2 separate regions of the Callithrix jacchus genome follow, and region 1 is linked to region 2. Evidence: chromatin contacts called from public Hi-C data. All regions are on one chromosome and are shown on one strand. Each heading gives the region's core, a stretch centred on a gene start, on an enhancer-like site or on the middle of the called end of the contact. The rest is flanking DNA. Distances are from core to core; before and after follow the strand shown. Region 1 overlaps PBX1 (PBX homeobox 1). Region 2 overlaps PBX1 (PBX homeobox 1).

The links. A called contact is a pair of places that touch in the nucleus more often than the background predicts.
Region 1: a contact with region 2 is called in a Hi-C map of skeletal muscle, with 6 times the contacts expected there. The contact joins two enhancer-like sites. A contact is called at or near these places in 3 of 3 Hi-C or Micro-C datasets (induced pluripotent stem cells and skeletal muscle).

The regions. Positions count from the first base shown.
Region 1 is chr18:37,182,998-37,188,622 of calJac240_pri, reverse strand. All of the region lies in intron 2 of PBX1 (PBX homeobox 1), which reads left to right. Among named protein-coding and RNA genes, the nearest start is that of PBX1, 54 kb to the left of the region's middle. Within about 2 kb of position 3,397, at least 8 of the 16 cell types and tissues checked have an H3K27ac peak or open chromatin away from gene starts, as enhancers often do. A contact at or near this core is called in skeletal muscle, where this site is marked.
Region 2 is chr18:37,002,828-37,007,944 of calJac240_pri, reverse strand. The region is part of intron 2 of PBX1 (PBX homeobox 1); the gene reads left to right. Among named protein-coding and RNA genes, the nearest start is that of PBX1, 230 kb to the left of the region's middle. Within about 2 kb of position 2,789, at least 4 of the 16 cell types and tissues checked have an H3K27ac peak or open chromatin away from gene starts, as enhancers often do. A contact at or near this core is called in skeletal muscle, where this site is marked.

The sequences.
Region 1 (5,625 bases), core at 2,148-4,647, 180 kb before region 2:
ATTCTCAGCCGAGCCCAGAGTCTGCAGAGAAGAGTGCCTTCATCCATTAGTGATTTCTGATTAGTGATTTCAGGATCAGGGACTGGTGGCAACTTGCCTTGTATTTTTCATGTCTGCATTAGGCACTTATTCATTCATTATTCAACAGATATTTACTGAGTGCCCAGCATGTGCCAAGTACTGTGCCAGGTGCTCAGTAAATGTTTATCGAATAAATGTTGCATGGTTAAAGGCTCGCAATGTCCTTTAGAAGGAATGGGCAAGGACCCGAGTGGGGTGAGCCACCTCTGAGAGCCCAGCTGAGGCCATTCTCAGTGTTGTGTGCCTCAGTTCATCCTGTCCTCCATCTATGCAGAGTGCCTGGTTAACACAGGTCTCTGTTAACAGAGTGCCAGATGTTAATTATTTTAACAAAAATACTTTTCATTTTTATTAGTATTTAACATTAATGTGCACTTAAATCTCACTTGATCTTTGCATTAATCCAGCAAGAGAGACCATATGTTGTCATCTCTATTATAGACAGATGAGGTCATGGAGAGATTTATTACTAAAAAATTGAGTAAGAAAGCAAACATTGAGCCAGAATTGGAACTGAGGTCTGACTCCCACTTCTAGCTCTTGAGATTATGGCTCAGAAAAGGGCATCTCTAATCACAGAATGTGGCTGAGCTGTTTGGGCAACTAGCAGAGCTGGAATCCTTGTGATTCAGAGGGTTTCCCATGGAACGCAGTGGGCCACAGGCAGCATTTTGGGTGGTACAAGGTTGGTAGGAGGAAGAGAAGAAATGATTGGCTTCCAGAGGCTTCGTGGGCTCCCAGTTCATGATTCTTTCTCTGTAGCTAATTTTTGTTAAGAATAAGAATTCCAGGAATCTCTTAGGAATTGTGGAGACTGCTCTCTCCTGAAACATAAAACATCTGCTCTTGGTCTCTTTGGAGCTCCACTGTCTGAGGGGAAAGCAGGGAAAAAGAGTTGATATAAAACAGACATTGGTTCAGACAATAAATCCCCCTTTACTCATTAATGAGAAAATAAATTTAGGACCAGAGGTGTCAGACTTTTCAGGAGGCCTCTTTTTTTTTTTTTTTTTTTTTTTTTATAATTTGAAAAACTTCCCACACGACACTGATGTACAGGAAGCCTCTCTTAACATTGCCCTTTTTTTTTCTTTCCTGAGAGAGTGATAAGTTCAGAACAAGAGACTCAGTCCCTAGGGACACAGAATTGAAGGTGCCGGTTGGACACAGCTGCTCCCTGTAACCCATCCTGCTTGCACATTAGGCAAATGTTTTTGTACTGGTCCTTTCTTACTGAAATCCTAGGTAGGGTCACCAGAGGAGGTAGATGGCATGCCTAAGCAGTGTGTAGGCAAATTCCTCAAATTACCATTTTCCTGTGGCTACACCCTTCTTTCCCTTTCCTTTTAAATATCCTCCATCCGCTCAAATTCCAAATCTCTCCTCAGGCCCCTTGAGGCTTTCCCGTTCCACATTTCTCTGGGTCCTCTGAGATTCTCAGCCTCTTCCAGATTACTAGGGACTGCTGGGCAAATTGTGTGAGCCGCATGGATTTCATGAAATCACCTAAAGCCTTTCTGGTGCGCTTGGTAAGAGCCTTGGAAATGGGGACAGGGAAAGGAAGGCAGACTGCGTAGAGGCAGAGACTCTTCCTACCTGGCCTACGGTTGTAATTCCCAGCACCTAAGCCAGTACCTGTCACCTAGGCACTCCATCTTTCTTCAGTGAAATGCAATGAATAATTTAGTTGGGGGATATGGTAAAAGAAGGTGAGAGTTAGACAACTCGTGGGCATCTTCAACAGACAAGGGGCCCGTGACTGGCGTGTCTGAGCAAAAGGCTTCCTGATGTAGTAACAGAAATACTCACAGAAGCCCCAAGACTGGAACCGGTTACACCAGAGGGTCGGTGCACATTCGCAGTGGCCTCTGTGGAACGGCCCCACCTTCCATGCTTGCGCGTCTCCTTTTGTTCCATCAGGTTCAGCACTGAGACACTTGGTGGCTGCCACCTCCTTTGCCTCATCTGCCCCAAGTCCCTACTTGCCATCGGCCCAGTGCAGCATGCTCTGGTGCCAACAACAACCTCCCTGAGAAAGAAAGACTTGAGGGACTGGAATTGTGAGAGAAATGTAAGCTCTGAGCTGGAGGGTGATCCGTGGCCCCTCTGCTTCTCACCTTTGAAGCAGGGAAGGGGCTGGTTCCAGGGCTCTGTGGGAAAGCTGTTTTGAAGGATGGTGCCCTTGGGCCACGGGGCATCATTCTGCTTTAGCTGAGAGGGTCCTGTTGTGTTCCAAAGAGAATGCGGTGGGGTTAACATAAAAGCAGAGTTTGGCAATGAGGAACCCCGTATTCTATGGCCTGCTTTCTTAATTGTTAGTGAATGAAGCCAGGAAGGCATGGGGGGGTGGCTGGGGAGACCCTTTGTAAGAGGTTAAGGTCCTAGAGAGTGATGATAGGATTAGCAATAATTTGCTGGAAACAAACAAGCAGAATACCAGGAGAGCCACAAGCGATGGGGTTTCTGCACTGTGTCCCTGTGTTCTCTGGTTCATCAGGGACCTTAGGCCTGTCATCCCGGATGATCACAGGGCTGGCATCACCCTTGCTGTGATGGGCTGGCAGGCCCGTGTGCTTGGCCCTCCTGCCAAAAGTATCTATGCACATTCTGCCATGGATAGTAAGTACATTTGCATGCCCCCTCTCCTTCAAATCCAAGCTGGGGGATGGGGAAGAAGGAAAAGAGAAAATCAAATTAAATGTTTGACCAGCCCAGTGAATTCTGTCTCCAGTCAGGCTGCCTTGCATTTGTCTTGCTTTTTATTTTCTGGATTTCTCTCACCATAAATCCTTTTTCCTTTCCTTTTATCCATTAAAATGTTTTGACTGTCTGTGCCAGCGCTCTGTCCTTTGGCTAACTCTGTGTCTGTCCCAGCTCCGTGATCCTTCCCATGTTCTTTTGGTCACTTTCCTGTCCCCTGATCCGAACCCCGGCCTTTCACTTTGAAATATTTTTTTCCCTCTCCGATTTCAGCATTTCTTTCTCGCCTTAGAGTGGGGTGTTCACGTAACCCTTGTGGGGGTCTGTTTTTCTCTCTAGCTTTGGCCCGTGTTCACATTTCTCTGTTTCAGATACACTAATGATGCTCACGTATACATAATCACTGGGGCTCAGTTTCCCTTTCAGTTGTCTGTTCAGAGAAATGTCTTGCTTAGGAAAAAAAAAATGGTTCCCGGACTTTGCCATCCTATTCCTGCTTCTTTGCTTTGAGGCTTGAGAATAAAAATTACTTAACTCATCCACTCGGCTCGGAGAATAGAAAAGAGGGAGACACACCCCACGGGAAATGGGGACAAGCCGTTTTGGAGGGAGCCTGCCTGATTTTTGAGGACAGAGAGAGTAGGTAGGGAGTGAGGACCTGCTCTGTGCCTGGCCTCCCACTAACATTTCTCGCATCTCACTTTACCTCCAGCCAGAGGAGAGCTGACAGCCTACAACAATGGCCTCTTTTCTTCTCCGAGGGCCAGTGTTTTGATAGCGTCAGGTTACACCCCAGCCTCCCCCTGGCCCATTTATAAACCTGACACAGGCAACATGATGTAATGTTATTTTTCACGATCTCAATGAGGAAATTTTTTGCCCCAGGTCAGAAGAATGCTAGTTGATTTTCGCTGAAATGATCCATGGCACGGTATAATATATGGGCTCCTAGTTCAAGAAGGTGGAGGCGGGGCCAGGGTGCTGTATTGCACTGAAGTTGGTAGGGAGTAATAAAGCTTTTTCTGCTTGGACCTTCCACCTCTGGGTGCCTCAGCCAACCTATCATTGTTGAGAAGCACCCTTGTAGAAGGAGGCACGGGAGCTGCCCCTTTATATGCAGTTTTGCCTCCTTCCAGTGCCGTCATCTTGATTTCCAGTGCGTTTCCATTTAGCAGCTGCAGTGGTTGAGATGGGTCTAGAAAGTGACCACAGAAAGGACAGGGGGACAGGGGACTTCTGTGTGACTGGGTTTGTCTTCCACCCTAGCATTCTGCCACCTCTTGTAGCTCTGGATTCGATTCCCCTGCTCTGCTTGAGCAGTGCCGCTGGACTTGGCAGTGGGAATAGAAGGGGAAACTGGCTGTGGCTTCCTTTTGCTTCCTCCCTCTTTCTCCCTCCCTCAACCCACGATATCTGTACCTTAAAAATGTCAGAAAAGTCCCATTTTTTGTGTTTACATTTGTTTGTTTTGAATGAGAAGAGACAAAAGATTCTAGACTGGAAAGGTGCCTGGCCCTCAGCTGGAGCACTGCCCTAGGCAGAGGAAGAGATACAGAACGTGATGCGGCTCCCACTTCTGTACCCATCTTCCTAGTCCCTCTCTCCTTCTGGAGGGGACTGAGCTACTCTTGTCTCATGAGAGGTGGTAAAGCATCCCGGTAAGAGCACTGGAGATAGAGTCTGGCTTGGCTTTCCATCCTGTTATGAATTGGCAGATTAACCTTGGACAAGTGATTTAACTCTCTGCCTCAGTTCCTAAACTGTGAAGTATGAGGAAAAACAGACCTACCTCCCAGCGTTACTGGGCAGATGAAATGAGTTAATGTACACAAATTGTTTGCATCACTGTGTAGCATCAAGGGATCACTGTATGAGAATTTCCTTAAAATACCCTTCTAGAAATATTTTTACGAATTAGGAATATATTTTCCTAATTTTGAAACCACAATTAGTAGAAACGGTGAATATTGTTCTGCACCTTGCTTTTATTTATTTATGTATTTAGCTTGTTTCTTAGTAGTCTCAAGCCTGATGTTGTAATTTATGAACTATAGTGTTTTGTTACCATCCTCGTAAGCCGAGCCATCTGAAGTAATCACCTAGATATGCATACGGAAAACCTTGCTGGAATATCAGGGAAAGCATTTTATCCCAACCGCCTTGAACTTGTCACTCATCTCTGAGCAGGTCATGCCCTTTGCCGACTCAACCTTTGCCCCGTGTGTCCTCTGCCTTGAATTCATTCTCTCTTCTCCATGCTGTCCGGCAAACTGTTTTTCCTCCTTCAGGAGCCAGCTCAAGTATCAGGATTGCTGTAAAGATGTTTCTAACCTTCTCCAGGCTCTCCTGTGTGTGGGCCCCCCTAGCACTGTGTGTGCGTGTGTGTGTGTGTGTGTGTGTGTGTGTGTGTGCGCACCAGCCTTGGCACACACTGTTGCCGTTATGATCTGGTTATATGTGCACATGGGGGCCCAGAGCTCCCCCTCGCTGAACACCAGCCATTAGTACACTGTCTGTTACATAGTTATGCTCCATTTTTTTTTTTTTGAGATTGAGTCTCGCTCAATTGCCCAGGCTGGAGTGCAGTGGTGCAATCTCGGCTCACTGCAACCTCCAATTCCTGGGTTCAAGCAGTTCTTCTGCCTCAGCCTTCTGAGTGGCTGAGATTACAGGCATGCTTCACCACGCCTGGCTATTTTTTTTTGTATTTTTAGTAGAGATGGGGTTTCACCATGTTGGACCAGGCTGGTCTCGAACTCTTGGCTTCAAGTGATCCTTCTGCCTCGGCCTCCCCAAGTGCTAGAATTACAGGTGTGAGCCACTGTGTCCGGCCACTCCATGTTT
Region 2 (5,117 bases), core at 1,540-4,039:
TGCCATGTGCTTTTATAAAAATAACCTTACTTAATCCTTAGTAAGAATTCTGACGTGGGTGGAGTCACATAGTAGGAGTCTTGAGCCTGGCTTTGAACCTAGACACCCAAGGCCTGTTTAGTGCACATTCTTTTTGTGCCATGCTGTGGCGCTAATAGAAGAAAGCCCATGCCCATACATACACTTCTCTGGGTATTAAAATATGGCAGGAGAAGGAACTCTATCATGTATTAGCTCTTGCCAGAAAGCAGGCAATGTGCGAGGTGCCTCATTGAGACTCGGAGCTGCAGAACATTTTCACCTTAAGGCTAAAGAGTATTGAGAAATTTCTTCTGTTTTCTCTGTGGTTGCTTCCTTGAGGAAATACTATTGTAGAGAGAAGCTTTCATCTCCACGGAATGCACAGCAAGCTGCCAACCACTGGCTCCACATTTTTCATGCTTTTTATGTGTAACTAAGAAGGAAACTGTTCCTTGTATCATGGGTTACCGCAGGCAGTCCAGGTCTCACACATCTTCCCCTGGACCTGGCCCTGGTCCTGGCCTTCCGTCTCTCCAATGGCTTTCCCCCCTCCCTCGTACCTCTTGTGTGTGTCAGTCTGATGCCAAAGCTGGTGAAAGCCGTGCTCTCCTACCAACTTCTTAGCTCCTGTTTAGGCAAAGGGGTTTCCCGAGCAGCAGTCCAGACTTGAGCTATTAAGGACCAAAGCCCCTCGCCCAGGCAGCCGGCACCCATCCAGAAAGGCAGGGGCCTATCGCCCAGCACATTAGCTTTCTCCCTGCCAGCTGGCCCAGGGAGGCGCTGTGTGCCAAGTGGGGAACATGTGAATGGGATCCATGCCCATGCCTCCCCTGAGAAGTAGAAAATACTCGTGACCAGAACCGCCAAAACCTAGCCCAGGAAAAGAGATGACAAGAAAAGCTCGGTGTGTTTCTCTAAAGACAACCTCAAAACATAAACAAACAAACGAAAACCTAAAACTGTCTCAAGAGTGTCATATACTTTTGTTTTCATCTCTTGCCCTAAAACCTCACGTAAAGTTTTACACATAGTGGCTGTTGGCTAAATGTGAAACATGAGTGAATCTCAGCTCCTCACAGGACCACGTTTATATGGAAAGTCAGCACAGTGCCTGGCACTGTAGTAAATGCTCTATAAATATTCCTGGGACGAAATACTTGACCTCAAATTCTTGCCTTTGTTTGACTAAAGCCTTCAAATCCCTAAAGTTGGTCATATTTTGGTCTACCTGCTTAGCAAACTAAGAAAAACAGTTGGAATGGCTTTAAAAAAATTTTATCAAATCAAATCCCCTACTTTAAGAAACCCTGGGCCGGGCGCGGTGGCTCACGCCTGTAATCCCAGCATTTTGGGAGGCCGAGGCAGGTGGATCACGAGGTCAAGAGATTGAGACCATCCTGCTCAACATGATGAAACCCTGTCTCTACTAAAAATACAAAAAATTAGCTGGGCATGGTGGCACGTGCCTGTAATCCCAGTTACTCAGGAGGCTGAGGCAGGAGAATTGCCTGAACCCAGGAGGCGGAGGTTGCGGTGAGCCGAGATCGCGCCATTGCACTCCAGCCTGGGTAACAAGAGCGAAACTCCGTCTCAAAAAAAAAAAACCCTGGACCTAGATTAAGTCCCAACTCAGTGTCTTTGAGATTCTAGGGGCTGAGAGACAGCCTTGGGTGAACCAGGGTGGATTTCAACATTTGGAGATTTCTTTGTTTTTGTTGTTGTTAGAGACAGAGTCTTGCTCTGTTGCCAGGTGCCAGGCTAGAGTTCAGTGGCATGATCTCAGCTCACTACAATCTCTGCCTCCCGGGTTCAAGCAATTCTCCTACCTCAGCCTCCTGAGTAGCTGGGATTACAGGCGCACGCCACCACACCCAGCTAATTTCTTTATTTTTAGTAGAGATGGGGTTTCACCATGTTGGCCAGGATGGTCTTGATCTCTTGACCTCATGATCTGCCTGCTTTAGCCTCCCAAAGTGCTGGGATTACAGGCATGAGCCACCACGCCTGGCCATTTGGAGACTTCTTAAACTAGAACTTCTCATCGGAAAAGGCTGCTCCAGGCCCACTGCAGCATCCAGGATCTCCACGTGGGGCTGGAACGTGTCAACTCAGGTGGTAACTGCTTTCCCTGTGCTAATCAGAAGCGCTGACTGACAGCTATCAGTAATGCTGACTTGTAAAATTTAGAAAATAGAATCTCAGTCATTTCTATTTGTTTGATGAATATCTTGAAAAATCACCGTAAAAGAAAGATATTTAACATCAAACAGAGAGATTGAGACTTAGGAGTGAAGAACATCAGGATCTGCTGCCCTGAGCTTCAAAATACTAACAGAAGATTTGGGTCCCACCTTTGGTTGAGAAGAATCAAATGAAAGCGTAGTTATTTCTCAACTTGAGGCGGTTCCAGGCTGTGGCCATATTGTGCTTACAAGAAGTAAACAAATTCAGAGGACGAAGTGTGTGTGCGTCAGTTGGAGATCTTCAGTTGTCATCCGCCGACCCTGGCAATCTCATGTGTCCACAGGCCTCAAAGCAGTTGGTGGCCTGTGTCCGAGGGGCTGGAGGAGCATAAACCACAGGCTTCTTGAAGTCGGAGCCCATGTCTGGTTCATCTGAGGTCCCAGGATCTAGCTCGTCACTGTCACCTTGGAGGTACTCAAGCAGTAATTTGTCTGACTGCACTGAGCATTCCTCAGAGGGCCCATTTGTGAAGATCACCTCTATGTGGCCCCTTGGCTGCCAGGACCCATCAGCCCTCACAGGGGGCTTCTTCCCCAGGTACCAGTCACGAGCCAGGCTTCTCGCAGCACCCAGCACCTTTGTCACGGGTAATGTTGGCTTACGGGGAACATACCAGGCTGGGTCCAGGAAGCTCTGGCTTAATGCCAGCGTAGTTTTGCTTGTTTAGAATTGTCAGATTTGAAAAGGCAGATTTGACAGTTTTTTGAAGTGGATATGGAAGAGGTGGCAGAGAGAACAGCCTTCTATCCAACAGCATGCTGGCTCTGGTACAGCTTGTAACTGGAATGCAGGGCAAAAGAGATCACGCACATACACATGCCTGGCTGAGATCAGGAAGCTGAGGCAAAGATCCTTGGATCTCCCCAGCCTGCATCCTCCTTCCCTCCTTGATTCTTTATCAAGGTCAGCCAGAGAGAGCCTGCCTTCTGCACACACCTTCGGGAGGCTACCTGTGCCTTTCCTGAAACCACCTGCCTCTCTGCTGTCTTGTTCTTTATCTCTGTTTGTCTCTCTCAGCTCACCTTTGGGCCCGTGGACTGTTGCCCAAATCTGAAGACTACCCTCTCTGTAGCTCTGCCCTCCTCCCCACCCCACGCGCCCCTACCTGTGGAAGTTTGAATGTAAGCAGAGGCATTCCCCCAGCACTAACCTGGAGACCAGACTGTTCACCTGCCTGGAGGCTGTGCGGGGAACCACCTTTCAGGAGTTCACAGTCTTGCTGGCAAGATGGTAGGTGTGCCCTGGCGTGTCCTGAGATGCCCCATGGCGGTGGTGTCAGCAGTACGTGACCTGGTGACTCAGGCTTAGAGATCATTTTTGGCTGTTCTCATTAGGGCAGATTTCATGAAGAAGGATTTTGAGCTGAGATTTAAAGTAAGATAGGACTGTGGTGAGTGGATTTCTGTGGCCGAGAAAGAAGAGGGCATTCTATCACCCACACAGTGGCTCTAACCGTGATGGCGGAAAGAGATAACAGGAGAGGATTAGATTTAGAGAAATTAAAGGAAATTAGGAAATCAATAGAAAGAGCTTCCTTCTGTTATTCATATCTGATTGTTTTCTTCTTGTCCAAAGTATCGGTATGACTTGGGCATCAGAAGAGACTGTGTGCGCGTGCACGTGTGTGTGTGTGCGCGTGCGCATGCGTGTGCACGCGTGTGTGCGTGTGCGTGCGCATGCGTGTGTGTGTGCGCGCGCAAAGAAGAGCTATCACATCCATGTAGCTGCCTGTTGCAAAAAAGATTCAGAACTCCAATATTGCAGAGGACTAAAGTGTCTGAGAGTTAAAGAGCTAGAGTTGAGTCTCGGCTGTGTCTCATTTGCTTTGATTCTGGGGAAATGTGCTTTGCCTTTATAATCTTCAATTACCTGCTATGTAAGTTTGGAACATTACTTCATGTTTTATAGGGTGATGTAATTCAGTGTGTGCAAGTACTTTATGAACGAATAGAAGGTCTAACTCTGATGCTCTCGGGGGCAAGCGCCTTGCTCTGTTTCTAAACTGCATAGCTGACTTGGGAATGAGGTGGGGAAAGCTGGTCTGTCTTTTTTAACTCTTCTGGTAGGATGTGGTAAAGACTTAGCTCCTAGGCAATAGGACACTCTGTGTAGAGGTTTGTGCCTACGTATCAAACAAAGAGGTCAGCCAGAGAGAGCCTGCCTTCTGCACACACCTTCGGGAGGCTACCTGTGCCTTTCCTGAAACCACCTGCCTCTCTGCTGTCTTGTTCTTTATCTCTGTTTGTCTCTCTCAGCTCACCTTTGGGCCCGTGGACTGTTGCCCAAATCTGAAGACTACCCTCTCTGTAGCTCTGCCCTCCTCCCCACCCCACGCGCCCCTACCTGTGGAAGTTTGAATGTAAGCAGAGGCATTCCCCCAGCACTAACCTGGAGACCAGACTGTTCACCTGCCTGGAGAACCAGTCCTTGGTGAAGAAAGAGTGCCCTCTAGTGGGCGTCAGTTGGGCTGCTCTGGACTCACGTCACTCAGCCAAGGACAAAACAACCCGCACGCAGCCCTCCCGCCAAGGATGATCTTGACTATGCCTTTGGGTTTTGTTTGTTTTCCTCCTTATGTAAGGAAAAAGAAAGAAAGAAAGAACAGCAGGAGACCAGTGGTGAGAGCAGCTCCAACAATGCTGTGACAGTCCCCTTATCTCAGGAGTTTTACCAAAGAATTAACCCCAGGGCAAGCAATAGCAGCAAAGCACATGTGACATCAGAAGCTTTTCTAAGGGCTTGTGACAATTCCTGTGTAAATCACCTACCTGTCTCAACTGGTCTCTTCCATAATTGGGTGGATTTGTGAGAAGGAAACTCCTATAAGAATTATTACCAAATGGGTTAAATAT